4 separate regions of the Mus musculus genome follow, and regions 2, 3 and 4 are each linked to region 1. A link is a contact called in public Hi-C and HiChIP or PLAC-seq data. All regions are on one chromosome and are shown on one strand. The core of a region is the stretch at or near the end of the contact, and the rest is flanking DNA. Distances in the headings are between cores, read along the strand shown. Region 1 holds the start of Osbpl6 (oxysterol binding protein-like 6). Region 2 has its middle 38 kb from the start of Prkra. Region 3 overlaps Osbpl6 (oxysterol binding protein-like 6). Region 4 overlaps Osbpl6 (oxysterol binding protein-like 6).

The links. Hi-C and Micro-C count contacts between places; a contact is called where the count stands out from the background. HiChIP or PLAC-seq counts read pairs in DNA pulled down with a chosen protein or histone mark.
Region 2: an H3K4me3 HiChIP or PLAC-seq map of intestinal crypt epithelium shows a contact between it and region 1, with 5 read pairs. The contact joins the enhancer-like site here to the promoter of Osbpl6 in region 1. A contact is called at or near these places in 8 of 39 promoter capture datasets (cranial neural crest, embryonic stem cells, frontonasal cranial neural crest and 3 more), 1 of 15 datasets of contacts at CTCF or cohesin (pro-B cells), 13 of 484 Hi-C or Micro-C datasets (the C2C12 cell line, cerebellar granule neurons, cerebral cortex and 7 more), 30 of 115 datasets of contacts at active chromatin or transcription factors (VIP interneurons, cardiomyocytes, a colorectal cancer cell line and 19 more) and 3 of 9 other capture datasets (adipose tissue, liver and pancreatic islet).
Region 3: a Hi-C map of muscle stem cells shows a contact between it and region 1, with 2.2 times the contacts expected there. The contact joins the enhancer-like site here to the promoter of Osbpl6 in region 1. A contact is called at or near these places in 6 of 39 promoter capture datasets (cranial neural crest, embryonic stem cells, maxillary cranial neural crest and 2 more), 3 of 484 Hi-C or Micro-C datasets (the HL-1 cell line, muscle stem cells and nephron progenitors), 22 of 115 datasets of contacts at active chromatin or transcription factors (T-cell acute lymphoblastic leukemia, craniofacial prominence, differentiating embryonic stem cells and 14 more) and 4 of 9 other capture datasets (adipose tissue, embryonic stem cells, liver and 1 more).
Region 4: a contact with region 1 is called in an H3K4me3 HiChIP or PLAC-seq map of intestinal villus epithelium, with 7 read pairs. The contact joins the enhancer-like site here to the promoter of Osbpl6 in region 1. A contact is called at or near these places in 4 of 39 promoter capture datasets (the 3T3-L1 cell line, cranial neural crest, hippocampal neurons and 1 more), 10 of 484 Hi-C or Micro-C datasets (cerebellum, cerebral cortex, cortical neurons and 6 more), 12 of 115 datasets of contacts at active chromatin or transcription factors (astrocytes, embryonic forebrain, embryonic midbrain and 8 more) and 3 of 9 other capture datasets (adipose tissue, liver and pancreatic islet).

What each region holds. Positions count from the first base shown.
Region 1 is chr2:76,404,340-76,408,522 of GRCm38.p6, forward strand. It overlaps Osbpl6 (oxysterol binding protein-like 6), which reads left to right and starts at 2,169. Exons shown (of 27, transcript NM_001290733.1): 1 at 2,169-2,350.
Region 2 is chr2:76,608,067-76,612,249 of GRCm38.p6, forward strand. It overlaps a transcript of Prkra not described here. Among named protein-coding and RNA genes, the nearest start is that of Prkra, 38 kb to the right of the region's middle. Within about 2 kb of position 2,440, at least 42 of the 459 cell types and tissues checked have an H3K27ac peak or open chromatin away from gene starts, as enhancers often do. A contact at or near this core is called in intestinal crypt epithelium, intestinal villus epithelium and pancreatic cancer cells, where this site is marked.
Region 3 is chr2:76,590,822-76,595,004 of GRCm38.p6, forward strand. Osbpl6 (oxysterol binding protein-like 6) reads left to right here. Exons shown (of 27, transcript NM_001290733.1): 24 at 963-1,107; 25 at 2,519-2,645; 26 at 3,943-4,065. Among named protein-coding and RNA genes, the nearest start is that of Prkra, 55 kb to the right of the region's middle. Within about 2 kb of position 1,855, at least 6 of the 459 cell types and tissues checked have an H3K27ac peak or open chromatin away from gene starts, as enhancers often do. A contact at or near this core is called in muscle stem cells, where this site is marked.
Region 4 is chr2:76,541,067-76,545,249 of GRCm38.p6, forward strand. All of the region lies in intron 5 of Osbpl6 (oxysterol binding protein-like 6), which reads left to right. Among named protein-coding and RNA genes, the nearest start is that of Prkra, 100 kb to the right of the region's middle. Within about 2 kb of position 2,040, at least 11 of the 459 cell types and tissues checked have an H3K27ac peak or open chromatin away from gene starts, as enhancers often do. A contact at or near this core is called in intestinal villus epithelium, where this site is marked.

The sequences.
Region 1 (4,183 bases), core at 919-3,418:
CAATCCAGCCCAAACATTTTGATGACAAGCTGCGGGAGTTCTTTCTCTGGTGTATTCCGAAGGGCCAGATAACTCACTAGTCAAACATCTGGTCTGTCTCTCAGCTTGCCTTTCCCTTCACCACTTCTCCATACAGGATGCCTTGGGACTGCATCTTTCAGTGAAGCACTAGCAAGCATTTCAGCCTTTTAAGTAAACTCAGCCAAAATAGCACCCGATAGAAACCTGCAATGAAAGCAGAGGTGTGAGCACGTGTGAGCAGATTAATTGATGGTGGGACTATGGTTATTCAAATGCGGCTCAGTTCATTTGCATGTAATGGAATTATAGGATTAATAGCACTGGTCATTTAAGAGCCTCCTTATCTTTCTTCACAGAAAAAGTCCCTCTCTGAGACAAATAAAAGGGATGGATTACAGAAGCAGAGATCCTTTTAGCTAACATCTGACTTGTGACTTATGCTTTCACAAGAATATACATGTAAAGAAAACTCTGCTGCCCCCCTGGCACTTTTCAGAGCAATAAAAACACTGCTATAGCTGGAGAACAAGGAAAAGCCCGTTACTCCGACTTACACATCTCTGCCAGGGTGAGTTTTCTAAATATTGTGATACACAGCCAGAGTGGTGAAACTGTCTTTGCTATGCAGCTCTATACACACACCCAGCTCTCTTTAATCCACCCATTTGTCCCAGATATCCACCCACCATTACATCTTCGTTAGACCATTTGTCTGTAAGACAGGCAGGAGGAGATGTTTCCCTCTGATGTACAAAATCTGTCTTCCAAATAATGCTATGGAAGAGAATAGCAAGCATACATGCTTTCTTACAATAAATTGTGAGGTGTGGGTCTGGGTAGTTCCTATATCCCTGGGTAGTTTATGATTCTGCTAATAGGGGTTATGTGAAAAATTTTGAGAGGACCTTTTTTAGATAAAGACTAAGAGTTCTCTGGTCTCCTTTCACTGTCTGGTATTTTTCACGTATGCCTACTTTTGTGTGTGAAAGCTGTTTTAGTAGTTGCCGCCACACTGGGACCCAGATGGAAAAGGAGCTATAACAGAGTGAAGTTGAGCGACATAATGGCTCCCTTGTAGAGACTGTTTCCACAGGGAGGAAACTGGGGTGAGACTGCCATGTGTCACAAGGTCTAGCATTTGTTATTTTAAGATGATCCTTATTCAAGATGGAAGAAGTTAATCCCACATGTAAGAAGGAGACTCAAGAGAAATGATATGTAGGCAAGAATGCTCAGAGCTATGTCAGAGCACACCAGCATTGTATCAGCACTGACAACTGGGAAATGCCATGAGGACTATCTCAGTAGGCGGCAGATCATCAGATTTTAAAGGAACCCCTTCCTCCACCCAATTCAAAACAGCTAGAGCGCTCCAAGAGTCCCTGTTTGGCCCAGTTCTCTAGATTTGTCCCCTTGAAGTTGTTGATGACAGAGACGTCTTGATACAGGGACATTCTTCAGTTATCCCTTTACAGAAGAAACGTCTGTGCAAATATTTAAAGTACCCCCCTCCCTCCGTGCAAATTTGCCTTTAGATCAATCTGGTCTTGGACGCATGCCAGGAATAGCTTTAGCATGGAAGTTGCTGGGTGGGAAGGGTGTAAGGAAGCTGCGTGGACACTGCGGGGCTTTGCCAGGGACTTTAAAGCCATTGGTCCTTCCTTCCACACAGTCCAAGTGTCTCTCCCGGACTGAGAGTTCGCAGGGCAGAAAGCCTAAACATATTGTTTATTTATTGAATGAGGCCTCCGAAGGGCGCCGAGGGCCAGGGGCTTGGTCTCGCAGAGCGGAGGCCACCAGGCTGCAGTTCTCCGGTGAAGCCCTCTCCCACCGCTCCATGGCCGGAGCGCTGCAGTCATTCCCGGCCTCTTTTTTCCAGCCCAGCGCTCCCGCCGCTGCAGGACTGGACACGCGGGGGGCCTATCTCTCCCGGGCAGGGTCTTTCGGATGACTGATCTTGGTACCCCACGGATTCCCGTGGACGCCAGGCAGGGACCAGATGGGCGCTGGATCCCGCACGAAGGGGGCGCGGTGGGAGCAGAGCGGGACACCATGGAGCCCGCGGGAACGATCGGGGCTGGCGGGTGTTCCGGAGCCGGGGGCGGGGAGCCCGGAGCGCCGCCCCGCCAGCGCGCCCCGCCCGTGGGAGAGGAGGGGCTGCGGCGCGGAGGACCACTGGAGGCGCCGCGCGGCCGCCGCTGTCCGCGCTGGAGACCACAGCTCGGCACAGGCGGCGCCCGTCCTCCGCGCCTCCGGAGCCTCCTCCAGCCTGCGCGCCGGGCAGATAGCACGGGCCATCTCCCACCGCGACCTACCGCTCGCCCTGCAGGTAAGTGTCTCTCCGCCGCGGGGTGGATACGCGGTGCTTGCCGCGCGGCCCGGGGGCATTGTGCGCGTCCAGAGGGCCGAGGACCCTGGCGATACCCGAGTGGGCAGCCGCAGCCCCAGGCCCCCAAGGCATCGCTGTCTCCAGAGGCACCCCAGCTGGGTAGCGCGGAAGCGAGGATGGCCAAATCGGTCCCCGGTGCGGTCAGAGTGGGAGGGGGTACCGGTGTCACGGTCCCCGCTCACCGCCCGCCTTCCCTTCCCGCGGCTGCCGGGGAATCCGGCTTCCTTTTACACGCATTCCCCTCTGCCCCCCTTCTCCGCCCCCCGCGGCAGTTCTTCATCCCCGATGCCCGCACCCCAGGGCCGACTGGTTGGGAATGGAAGTCGGGGCCGGGAGGACTGATGTAATTGTCAGCGGAGAACCGAACCGGTGCGGGTGAGAGCGCCCGCGCCTACGAGAGCTGACGCCTACGCTGCACCTTTCAGGGAATCCGGGAGCCGCGGGCAGTGGCCGGGCAAGTTGTGCATCGGGTTTGGTTGTGCGCGTGCACTGCGGACTGTCCTCGCGAGCACTCCTTGCTACCCCCGGCTGGCGTCCCTGCAGCCCTCCCTGCAGCCTGCGTCCACGCTCATCGCCCGAGCTCCCTTCTCCGGTTCAGACCGGGACAGGGTTTGCATTGCAGTCAGGACGTGCTTCCCCTGCGTCGAGCTTGGAGCTGCCCGCAGATCGAGTCGCCGGGGACGCTGGGGGAGGAGGGATGGGAAACCTGGGGAGGAAGCTGCGGAGAACGAATGACACCCGCAGATTTCTAAAAGCCTCTACCGTTTGCAGACGCACCGTAAGCCACGTCTTAAGCTGCTTTTAAAAGTTATGACCAGATACTGATTCTGTGACGATTCTGTGATCTACCTGAAAGGTTGGTGAAACTAGAGACCTAAAAGCTGGGGAAAGCATTACATAATGGACATGAAGCAAATGACTGAAACTAAACGGAACACCGGGTTGCCAAATTGTTTCTCGCTTCTGGACAGAAAGTCCTATAAGGCTTTTTTAAAAAAAGAATTTCCAGTTTGGAGTCCTTCGGCAAGATTTAATAAGTCATATATTCGATTGCAATTTCTCCTAACAAAATAATATTTTGAACATATTTTCTTATATTAAAATACATACTAATTAATAGTTATGTCACAGACTTAAGAAATGTATACTTCAAAGGAAAATTAAATCTTCCATCTTAAAACTATTCAACTTTGTTTTCCTCCTTTTAAGTTTTTGCATACATATCTATATATTCCTTCTCCACCCCCACCCCATTTGCTTTGGTAGCATTTCTACAGTTTTGAGTACTGTGAGTTTGTGATGCTGATATTCCTATCTAGGGCTTGCTACAGCATTGCAGGTACAAAGACTCATAATAAATGAATCAGAAGACCTAGCAGTAACTCTGGGAGCGAGCAGGTTCCCAAGGTCGAAGGGAAGATGCTGTGTAACTCGGCTATAATCACCTACAGAGAATGTGCATGCCTCATTGGGTTACAAGGAAGGCCCTGATTGGTGGAATATTACTCCTGTTATTGGCTTCCTCATTTAATATATCTTACCCAAAATATCTTTTAAGTTAATAGGATATTTCGAAATTAAAAACCTTTGCTTTTACCAACCTTAAAAATTCTTGGTTTTGTCCAGATTTTCAGTTGTTATGTCAATGATAATTATACATTCAGTGGAAGGATTGCTTTGGGGCAGACTTCTGTTTCAAATTGTAATGATTTATCAGATGTCTCTTGGTTCTAGTATGTTGAAGTTCTGTTTCACAGAGCTGTAGTTCTAATT
Region 2 (4,183 bases), core at 1,190-3,689, 200 kb after region 1:
AGGACTGCCTATATTCCAATCTTATGGAGGCATTCTCTCCGTTGAGGCTCCCTCCTTGCCAGTGACTCTAGCTCAAGTCAAGTTGACATAAAAGTCACCCAGCACACATGGAATACACAAATTTCTTTGCAACCTGTTACCAGAGAGCTATAATCTCTTAGGAATGATACTATTATCTTGTTATATTTCTTGTGTTCCTATATCAAGATTTACGCAACTGGTGTGTACTGGCTGGTTTGGGGTATTTACTTGACACATGCTAGAATCATCAGAGAGGAAAGAGCCTCAGTTGAGAAAATGCCTCCATGAGAGCCAGTTATAAGGTATTTTCTCAATTAGTGATCAGTAGGGGAAGGACCAGCCCATTGTGGGTAATGCTGTTCCTGGGCTGCTAGTCCTGGGTTCTATAAGGAGGCAAGCTGAAAAGCTGGGAGGTGGGGAGGAGGCGGAGGGAAGCAAGTCAGTAAGCAGCACCCCTCAGTGGTCTCTGCCTCAGCTCCTGCTTCCAGGTTCCAGCCCTGCTTGAGTTCCTGTCCTGACTTCCTCTATGAACTAGAAGTAAAAAAAAAAAAAAAAACAAATAAACACTTTCTTTCCCAACTTGCTTTTTGGTCATGGTGTTTTGTCAAAACAATAGAAACCCTAACTAAGGCATGTCTCAGCCCCTTCTGTGAAGTGCCCTCTTTAGAAACAGGGTGAGAACTGCTTAGCCCCGCTGGCCAAGGTCATCCATGACAACCACGGTCCATGCCATCACTGCCACTCAGAAGACTGTGGATGGCCCAGACCTATGGGCTCAAGATAAGACAAGGAACAGGGTCTAGATTAGTAGCCATGTCCCTCTTTCTGCAGACTGCCCACTAAGAAGTGGGACCTCAGGTCCTCCTGGCCACACAGGCTCTGTATGAGACATTGGTCAAGGGAGGGATGGAGCATTACTCCCTCTACTTATTTATTTATTCATTTGCTATAATGCTTATCACAGATTATTATGCAGGAATGGGTCATGGCTTTGGCCAAGCAGAATTCCACTCAACTGAAGTATTTGCAGGAATCAGAGTGGAACATGGGTCTCAGGAGCAGGAAAATGGCTAAAGCATATGGGTCATTTTCTAGTTTGCCAGTTAAAAATATTCACCCTTAACAAGTTAGCTTTATAAGGAGCATTTATGTTCCAGGCATGCCGTTAACTACATACTTGGGAGGCAGAAGCAGGAGGATCTCTTTGAGTTGGAGGCCAGCCTGGTCTACATAATTAGTTCATAAAAAGTGAGTGAGACTTTATCTAAAAAACAAAACAAAAAAGTACATACACAATAAACAGTTAAGTGCTGAATGTGTTTCTCACAAAAATCAATGAAGAATACACAATTCATGCAAAAATGTGTATCAACTTTTACCAACCACTATTGGCAACATCACCAGGTGAACAGTGAAGTCAAGTGGAGACAAGGGAAGGTCCTCAAATGAGAACAGAGGCCATTGGTGACAATGTCTATTACAGGAAAAATGGCGTCCTTCTCGCCCATTGGTAGAAACTCAAGCAAACTAACTAAAGGCAAGGCATGCCAATATATTTGATTTGAGGAGAAAATTTGACTTTCCCTGTCGATCCTTCATTGGAAGAGGAGCAGGAAACAGGGAATGTAGCAGCTGAGTTAGTGGTTAGCAATTATGGCTGACTGCTGCAGAGGGTTGAGATAGCTTCCTTGGGTAACTGCTACTGAAGTTGTGGATCAAATGTCCACTGTCATTATTATCAGGAGTTTAAGACAAAATCTTGGGTTCTGGTCGGTCCAATTGAGGCTTGGCCACCCATCCACAATTGACCTAGATGAGGAAAAGAGAGAAAAGCAGAACAAATGTATTCATTGCGGCCATACTGGAAAGAATGATGAACAGAGGTCTAGTCATTCCCCAAGTCTACTTTGAGTTTACTGACAAAAGGGTTAGGTTTAAGCAGAAGGCAAGAGCTGAGCAGTCCAGGTCAAGCTGTGGTGGTGCCTGTCACTAAGTTTTGACACCATGTCAAAACTGTATGAAATCTCACAGTTCTTTTTCTAGCTAGCTCCAGGCTTTTGATAGGAGTCCTGAGAGAAATTTTAATTATCTGGGGCCTACTGTTTGAACCCACACAGTGGCTCATAGTTGTCTATAATTCCAGTGGATCTGGAGCCCTCTCTAGCACATGCATATGCCCAGATAAACACTCATACATAAACAAAACAAAACAAAACCTTAAAACCTTAAACCTTAAAAATAGATAAACACTGCACATTTCCATTTATATGAGATAACTAAACTAGCAAAACCCCAAGAGGAACGGGAGATTCAAGGACTAGCCTTGCAGAGAATGGGGAGATGGTGTCTAATAGACAGAGTTGAAGTTTTGCAAGAGAAATGGGTTCTGGAGCTCAGTTGCACAACAGTTGAGTTTGCTACTTAGTCATAGACATAAAAATGGTGGCGGTCCTTATTTGTATTTACCTAAGGTGCTGCACTGAGAGAGTCTAGCTGAACGGTATGAGGGGCCTCTACATTCTACCTGTGCAATTTCCTATGAATCTCTGATTACTGAAAATCAAGACATATTTTATAGCGATTATGCTTGTTGTATAAAGAAAATTACAGACGGGCAATCCAATCCCTTGGAGAAAGATAACAGAACTTTCTGAACACAGATGATAGCCTGGTCAGCCACTGCCTGCCTGAAAGAGGAACTTTGATCAGAAAGATTCTCACAAGCTGGGTCCCAGCAGGACTGAGTCATCCAAACAAGATCGTTACAATTTATAAGCCTTTAAAGGAAGTTGAATTAACAAACTCTCCTGTTGGCACAGAGCCTTGGCCTTACCCTCTTGTTGAACAGAGTCCCCAGCGCTAAGCTCCCTGTCTGTCAAATTCCTCATTCCAGAAGAGCGAGCCATGAGATCTAGCCCAGAGCCCCTTCACGTGCTGCTTAGGTCACGCCCTGAAAGCAGAGTTGATAGCATTGCCTGTAGCTGATACTGATTTCCATGTCAGATTTTCCCTTACAAATCTCAAGTCACGGGTCCACCCTGCTCCTCAGAAAAATAGTAGTTTCTGCACTCCGAGTCACAAAAGTCTGCATGAGGCCCCAGCATTTCACAAATAGCAACATTCTGATTTTAATAGTTCCCAATTTTTCTGCTGGCCACCTAACTCCAATACAGAGGATTCTGATGATAAATTTGAGTTAGTTTCTCTTCTTTCTTTCTTTCTTTCTTTCGTAGACCAGGCTGGCCTCGAACTCAGTAATCTGCCTGTCTCTGCCTCCCAAGTACTGGGATTAAACGCGTGTGCCACCACCACCTGGCGAGCTAATTTCTTTTTACAACTTGCCATATGCATTGATTTTTTAAAAAAAGATTTATTTATTTTATTTATATGAATACACTGTAGCTGTCTTCAGACATACCAGAAGAGGGCATCAGATCCCATTACAGATGGTTGTGAGCCACCATGTGGTTGCTGGGAATTGAACTCAGGACCTCTGGAAGAGCAGTCAGTGCTCTTAACCACTAAACCATCTCTCCAGCCCATTGATTTTTTGTTTGTTTGTTTGTTCGGTTTTTTTGTTTGTTTGTTTTTTTTTTGAGACAGGGTTTCTCTGTATTTTAATAGTTCCCAATTTTTCTGTTGGCCACCTAACTCCAATACACAGGATTCTGATGATAAATTTGAGTTAATTTCTCTTTTCTTTCTTTCTTTCTTTCTTTCTTTCTTTCTTTCTTTCTTTCTTTTTTTTTTTTTTTTTCTGTTTTTCAAGACAGGGTTTCTCTGTATAGCCCTGGCTGTCCTGGAACTCACTTTGTAGACCAGCCTGGCCTTGAACTCAGTAATTAGCCTGCCTCTGCCTCCCAAGTGCTGGGATTAAAGGCATGTGGTGCCACGCCTGGCTTGATTTTTTTTAACAGAATATTTGTATCAGTTCTTTGATAATTTTATTTGTATCTACATGTAATTTGATTGTATTACCCCTGTCTTTGTTTTTCTATAAATCACTGAGTCCAATCTGTACTGCTTATATACATGGGTGTGAGGCAGCTCACTGGAATGTGGTGGACCTATCTGGGGCCACACCCTTAAAGAAAGGATCTTTGGTTCTTGGCCAGATTTACACTACCAGGCATATGTTTCCTCCTGCAGAGTAGGCCTTAAA
Region 3 (4,183 bases), core at 605-3,104, 190 kb after region 1:
ATGTGGTTGCTGGGATTTGAACTCATGACCTTTGGAAGAGCAGTCAGTGCTCTTACCCACTGAGCCATCTCTCCAGCCCCGAGTTTATTTTCAAAATCTTGTGTTTACATAGTCACCCAGTACACTCAGGAAAATTCTAGACCATATTCCATTCCTATACTGAGTCCCCGAGCATCCATTACTGCCTGATGATGACAGAATATATTTAGGTGATCTTATTTATCGAGCTCATTCTAAAATAGCTGCCAGTCATTCCAAACCCACCTAACCCTTTCCTGAAGCAATCCAAATTGAGCCAAAAGAAAGCATTACCTTTGTTACCTAGAAAAAGGGTTAGGGACAAAAATGCCCATGGAACACCATTTTTCCAGTTAACACTGCTCCGAGGTAAAATATACAACACCATATCCATGTTCATATAAGTATATTACTGGCTTACCAATTATTTTGATATTGTGCCCCATTGAGGTTCATTAAGAGCCATGAGCAAAGGGAGAAAGTCTGAAGAGAAAAATAATGAACCCATGAGCTAATATTGGGTTCTTCAGCTAACAACTGATCTGGAGCTAGATAATGGCCGTCTCTCATGCCGTGGCATGAAGCAGGTTTGGTTTGGTTTGGTTTTTATGGCACTAAGAATCAAATCCATGGCCTTGCCCATGGGAAGCCAGTGCTCATACTACACTCCCAGCCCCGTGACTACCCGTTTCATAGAAATCAGTCTAACCAGCTATGATAGCACACCTCTAAGCTCAGCACTCTTGTCTGAGGTAGGGTTGTGAGTTTTGTGTCAGCTGGGCTACACAGTAAATTCCTGGCCAGATGAAGCGTCCTTAGTGAGGCTCTGCTAAGACAGAGAGCCAGAAGGGCAGCCTTCCATATTGACAGAACGTGCTGAACCACATCCCAAGGGGAAGAACGTTGTTCTATGGAGAGGACAGGTTGGGCTGATTGTTTTCCAGGTGAATTACTGGAACTCCAACGTGAATGAAGTCCAGGGGGTGGTGATAGACCAGGAGGGGAAGGTGGTGCACCGGCTGTTTGGGAAATGGCACGAAGGACTCTACTGCGGGGTGGCCCCCTCGGCAAAGTGCATCTGGAGACCAGGTGAGACCACCTGAGCTTCCTGGTCGGGAGGCTGTGGGGAGGGAACACTGGGGCATACCATGGAGTTTGCCTTGCATTTCTGTCTACTAGAGACATCCGAAATGTAAATGCTCAAGGCACTTGCCGTTACATTTATACTCAACAAAGAAGTGATATGTATAATCCATGACTGGATACTTGATTATTAAACGACAGGCGGAATCACTGACATGAAGTAGAGTGACCTGTTGAAATCTGCCATGGGAAGTTGCTTTAAACATAATACATACATGCAAACACTAGGTGCACTAAATAAAGATAGATAAATAAATATAACTGAGATGCATAAGCAAGCCCTCATATGTGTTTACTTTTTAAATAAAACAAAGGAAATGTAGCATCTTTAATCTGCCAATGCAGAAACTTGCCACCGTGAGTGATCTTTTTCACTTGAGCAGCAGAACTGTGGCATGCTGGCACTTAATAAAGGACATTGGCAGAGCCAGGCAGTAGATTAGCATGTAACTGAGTATCAAGTATGAGTGGGAAAAATTTTGCCAGGGAGCATTTATTTTCATTGGAATTTGTCAGGCAACCTCCAACTTAGTTATTGGTTTCCTAACGGGCAATACTGCATACTTATAGACTTTCTTCTGGTAGTGTAATTAATGCATTCTTAGTGACTAATTACTGAATACTGAGCGTGCAGCAGCCTTGTTCTAGGTGGCTGGAATACTTCAGTAAGCAAACCAGACAAATATTCCTGGAATTTACTAACAAGCACCAGTAAGAGGTTGGGGTGTTAGTCAGTGGTTGGGTACTTCCTCAAAGAAGTGAGGTGCCGGGCATCAAGTGCAGTCTTACTTCACTGCTAGGTGTGATGGTCATGCCTGCAGCCCTGGTACTTGGGAGAGACAAGTACTAAATTGGAGAATTGTTAGACTCCAGGAAATTCAAGACTAGCCTGACAGAAAAGTGAGATACACACACACACACACACACACACACACACACACAATGTTAAAAATAGTTTTTAAACGTTCTAAAGAAATACTAGTAATATTCATTTATGACTGCATCTTTGTAAGGAGGATATACATGGCAGATGTTTCTGGTGAAATATTAATGTTTATAGTTAACCAGCATGGTCTTTGTAAAGTTACCGAGTTCAGTGAATGTAGGCTATGACTATAATATAAGGTTTTATTTAAAGGCTGGGCTTTATAAAATATGCTAGTCTTTCAGTGCTAGCCACCAACATAAACCATTTCACCCAGCAAAACAGAATCCGTTTAATGACTCAAAAGGAAAGCACGGTGTTATGTTCATAAGGACAGACCTGGGCCCTCTTTCAGAGCTCTTCCTGACGATGTTGGCTCAGTCCCTCACTCTCAGCCTTTCCTTCTCACAGCTGTTCTCTGTCTCCCTCCAGGTTCTCTGCCAACCAACTATGAGCTCTACTATGGCTTTACAAGATTTGCTGTGGAGCTCAATGAGTTGGACCCCGTCCTGAAGGACCTCCTTCCCCCCACAGATGCCCGATTCCGGCCAGATCAAAGGTCAGGGCACCTGCAGAGTTTCTGCGGTATCCTAGATAACAACACAGGTGTCAGAGGTCATCTGGACTATGTACAACATCACTTGTTTGCTCCTTTCTGCATTCGTTCATCCCCTTATGCACCCAGAAATACCTGAGTTTCCAAATCTTGGCAAAACAGCATCTGTAGGGTCGTTAAAACAGAAGCTTATTTAAATGGCCAGTTATATTGGGCACAAAGCTTCCTCCATTTTTACCAAATGTCAGACTTGCTCCTCCTTACATACCCTTATACCCTCCTTACACACCCTGCCCTGTAACATGAAGTGTCGTTTAAACTGAAGATCGAGAAGGCCAGGGGTCTGGAGCTTCCTCAAAATATATTGGTCCCAGAAGTGTGGGATTGTACTTAAACCACCGAATTCAGGTTTTGTTGTTTTTATATGATCCATGATGTCCTCCACTTCTACAGAATCCATTTTGTTCCCCTAAAATTTTGTCTGCCATCTGCATTCCATCCAAGATCAGCTCCCTGTTTCCCATGTGTGTGAGCAGTTTCCCTCCTAAAATGCTCTTGGCATGGCTTTCAGGACGTTCTGTCCTACATATGATTCCATATGTGTACTAAAAAATGCAGTGTATGTTATTCCCAGAATGTGTATCACACTGATTGACATTTAATTTCATCAATTAACTTTTTACAGTATATATTATATTATGCACTACTATGTGTTCTTGTTTCGAAATGTAAAGGTGCATCCATGCATCCATGTGTGCACATGTGTGTGTGTGTGTGTGTGTGCACGTGCACATATGTGGCAACCCAACAAAGAGCCTGTGTTTATTAGCTAATAAACAGTCTCCTCCCTACCACAGTGCCGCATCCCATCCACAGATGTAAACATTTACAAATCACTGGTTCTCTTGACCTTCTTTTTCATCTATCTGACACTCCTGGTAAAAGAGGAAGACTCCTTGCTCTCAATTTGATGTCTCAATAGAGGACAACCAGTCACCATCCAGCCATCACATAGCCAGACACACATCACATCCAGATAACACAGAGAAGTGCTCAGGGCCAAACCTGTCACCGGTTCCCATTCCATTGTATTCCCAATGGAGTAACTCAGTCCACATACACAGAAACTATAGTAACTGATGTACAGATTGAGAACACATGGCCTGGGACAGACATGAAGGACCATCAGTAATGTAACCACAGTTCAGGATTTTATATTCTCAGTAACCAGCAGGTAATGCTATGCCAGTATTTTTTTTAAAAGGAGCTAACATTGGAATATCAACTGTATTCTGCCTAGGTTTTTGGAAGAAGGGAACCTAGAAGCCGCAGCCGCAGAGAAACAAAGAGTTGAGGAACTCCAAAGATCGCGAAGACGCTACATGGAGGAAAACAACCTTGAACATATACCAAAATTTTTTAAGTAAGTCAGCCATACCACAAGTTTGTGTTTTACTAATGGTTGCCACAGAACAGGAGGGACTCGTGGTAGGGAAAAAGAAGGTTGCAGAGTGCCTAGGGAACATAAGCAAATGTGGGTA
Region 4 (4,183 bases), core at 790-3,289, 140 kb after region 1:
GTGGGGTCAGTGAGCTAGTCCCCAGATGGGAAAACTGAGAAGAGAGACATGCAGAGTTCAGATTCACATAAAAACATCTATATTTCCTAAAGAAGCTTATAGTTTTAAATGTGTGATCCTAACCCTTGTGTTCCTATATAAAGCATAAACTTAAGAAAAGAACAAGCGCCTATACTTCCCTATTACTATTACATGTATGCTTGTATGTTTTATAACTTAAAGATGTCATAAGCTACAGAATTTATTCTGTCAGGCAGGAGTAGAGGAAAAGAATTATTAAACTATAAAATAATTTAGAGGGTAGCTGGAGAGATGGCCTAAGAGTTAAGAGCGCTGGCTACTCTTACAGAAGACAACTGCCTGTAATTCCAGCTCCAGGCGATCATGTAAACATCTCTGGACACCTACATATAAGTGGCATGCGCACATGCAATTAAAAATAAAAACAATATCTTACTCTCTTACCCTCTTCTCTCTCTGTCCTTTCTCTGCCCATTCCTCTTCCCCCACGTGTTCATGGCTGGTCTCTCACTCTCCTCTTTCTCTCTCTCTCTCCCTCCCTCCCTCCCTCCCTCCCTCCCTCCCTCCCTCCCTCCCTCCCTCCCTCTCTCTGTCTCTACTTCCTCCTCAACAACGCTCTCCATGCCCTAAATAAGCTCTACTCCATACTAAAAGATAAGTGAATAAATAAATAAAACCGAAATCTTTTAAAAATAGAAAGGAAAAAGTACAGACCTCCATTTGAACAATAAATGGATACTACATACTTGGTCAATATAATTGACATATCCCTTTGAAGCATCTATCCTCTGTAGCTAGTGAAAAGATGAAACAATACATAGATGAGAGTATGATGGCCACTTGGTGTGGGTACCACTGGACTTTAGAGGTGAAGCAGAGATCGACAACACCGGTTACAGAATGGGGAACATTTACCGAACACTTATTTTGTGTCATGCATTGTCTCGGCCGGCCTCTAGATTGTTAGAGTGGGTACTGACTTCCTCTTTTTCCATAGGCTCCCAGCATACAGGTCTAATCTGCTCCCTACAGCTTGCCGGCTCACAAAAGCTGAAGTGTAGGCCTAGTGACCCAACAGAGCGTTCTGGCTAGGAATCCCGACAGCATTCGCTACCCCATTGCTTCTGTTGCTTCCCATTTAAATCCTGATAAGGGACTAATAGACTTTTTGTTTTTACATTAGTAGATGTGGAAAAATCTTGGGGTCTCATAAAATGAGTCCGTGTATCCACCCAAGTACCACTGCATCTCACCATTTCAGACCATTCTGTGGAATACAGGCTTTCTACGTGCTGGTTGGTAGGAGGACTTTGAACAAGGCGTTGCCTTGGTTTAGGATTTATTTAAATTCTTTGCTGTTCTTAGGCATTTTTACCTAACCTACCCACCCATAGACTATCTTGCACTTTTTATATTTTAAAGGCATTACAAGATACAAAGTTTATCCCCTCAGGCAGGAGTAGACTTCTAGTCCATGGAAAGGGAAGAATTATTCAGCTATAAGAGAATTATTAAACTATAATTTAGCAGGTAGCTGGGGAGATGGCTCAGCAGTTAAGAGCGCTGATGTTGGTCAAGTACCGACATGATGTCTTTAGGGCTCTTGTTTATATTTCTGTTTTAAGTAGACCTAGGAAGAGCAGAAACTCCTGAGTTGAAAATAAATACGGATGGGAATTTCAGGGAAAAATGCACTCTTTGAATTTTAGGAAGTGATTTTAATTTTCTTACGACCTACCTAGTTCTCTAAGCAAGAAGGAGGAATTTTAGTGTCATGGAAAACAGAATGCAGAAGGTTCTGTCTCGTGTGGGGATGGGTTCTTTCCTTTCCTACATATTTTATTTGCAACCTTATCATCCATCAGCATTTATAATTGAAATAGGTGGAGCTATTATTTGCCATGCTTTTATCCTTTGCCCCTTTGTCAGCCTGAGAGCCTATCTAATTGTTAGAACTGAGTCAGGATTCCGTGCTGTCTCTTTCACTGGACACAGGAGTATTGCATCGGAGTAAATGGCACTGGTAGTTTGGAGTGCAGCACTTCCCTTTGGAGACAGACTTTAACCTTTGGCCTGTTCTGCCGTACATCTCTCCCGTTCTCCAGTTCTTCTTCTCTCCCCGAAAGGAAAGAAAACCACCCTAACAGAAGTAGGAAGTGTTAGCTACAGAGAGATGAGTTTGTGTTTTCCCAGACTTCAATTAGGAAGGGAGAAAAGTTGTACATGTTACTAAATGGTTCCATTTTATGTTATATAGAGATTCTTCATGGGCGGGGAGCAGCAAGGGAGGCATATCTACCCTTTTAAATAGGATGTAGATAAACATATCTTTAAATACAACTCACATGTAACTGAGAACAGACGTCCAGTGACTATATTTACACACAGTGAGAAGTTGCTCTCTCTTAATTTCCTAGTTATGCCTATCATTTTTATGGAGTAGTTACTATCCTGATGAGAGCGGAAAACCAGAGGTCCTTGTTGGTATGTGTCAGAACTTACTATGTTCTTATATGGTCTTTACATTGTCCATAAGTGGGGTTCTACTCCTGAGTTGCAACCCCATATTAAGAAGGAATGCCAAATCCTTCATGTGCTCCTTGGGGTCATGTGACAGTGACATGTGTGCTCGTATCAGTCAAAAGCCATGATAGTCTATAGAGCCTGAAGCTGTATTATCAGAAATATTCTTATATTTAAGTAACATATCAATTGTAGCATTAATAATGTGATTTTTTTTGAGACAAGTTCTCTCTGTGTGGCTCTATCCTGCCTAGAACTTGCTATGTAGAAGAGACTGGCCTGGAACTCACAAAGATCCACCAGCCTCTGCCTCCCAAGTGCTAGGAGTAAAGGTGTCGTGAGCCACCACACGTAGCTTAGATCAGTCAGTTTCTGGCAGAATTATCTTCAAGCAGAAAGCCACATTGTGAGCTATTGCATATACTTGAAAGAGTAATATTGCCAAATAGACACACACACAGGCCATTTCTATAAGATCCGTAGCTCATTCCTCAGCAGTGACTGTGGATATAAAGAGATAGTTCTTTCCTGAGGTGGGGTTGGGTTTGTAGGATGCCTGCTTGCTGCTGGATCTCTACATTTTATCTCCTGATAAAAGAGAAAATTCCACCCTAGATACCCATAGTTTCATTTAACATAGATGAGACTTGGCCCCAAAGCAAGCAGCTTCTAGGGTGAGGAGAAAGGGGAGAAAGAGATGGTGGCTCCGGTCCTCTTGCCAGAGCCACGTCCCACATTCATACCTGATAATGGTACCTCCTCCCTGAGCCCCTCAGAGCCTGCTGGCTGCAGGGTTGGGTCTATCCTGAGATACAGCCTCTATCGGTTCTCACTCTGCCAAAGTCTTTTCAGAATGCAAGCACACAGTGAACTGGGGGTGGGGCATCATACAGTGGGCCCGCCCTGATCTGCATGGTGTGTCCACCCTTCTGAAGCCGAGGCCGCACAGATGCTTACACAGAGAGATGTCCCCTCCCCTTACAAAGGTTTTGTGAGGGAAGTGAGAAACTTTTTTTCTGTTAAAAGGACACATGGTAGTTAAGGGTACCCTGCAAAGCTCTAGAATCAGGGATGGTAAGAATGTTGCTAGATCTGTGATCACCTGGACCAGTGGTTCCCAACTTTCCTAACTCTGCAACCCTTTAATATAGTTCCTCAAGTTGTGATAACAGCCAACCATAAGATTATTTTGTTGCTACTTCATAACTAATTTTGCTACTGTTATGAATCATAATGTAAACATCTGATGTGAGACCCCAGCAAAGGTGGTTTCAACTCCTAAGGGGTGGAGGTCCATTGCTCTAGAGCACGTGGGCCCATAGCAATCATCTGGTCATGGGAGTTTCAAGCCCAGGGTCAAGAGTCAAGTGGATTTGCCAAAAGGAGTGGAGTGGTGGCCACCATAGCAAGCTGAAGACTGTTTACTTATTAGTTCAGTGTCACCAAGAGTTTATAAGCTAGCAGAAAATTTTTTTTTAAGTTGAAAAATCATCTGATTTGTAAATGCTGATGATTTTTAAAAATTAGTAGCATATATGAAGAAATATGTTATCTAACAGGAGAGTAAGAGTGATACCCTAGAACTGAAGTCTTGTTTGTTTGTTTGTTTTTATTCTTGCTGTTGGGAAGATTGAATCTA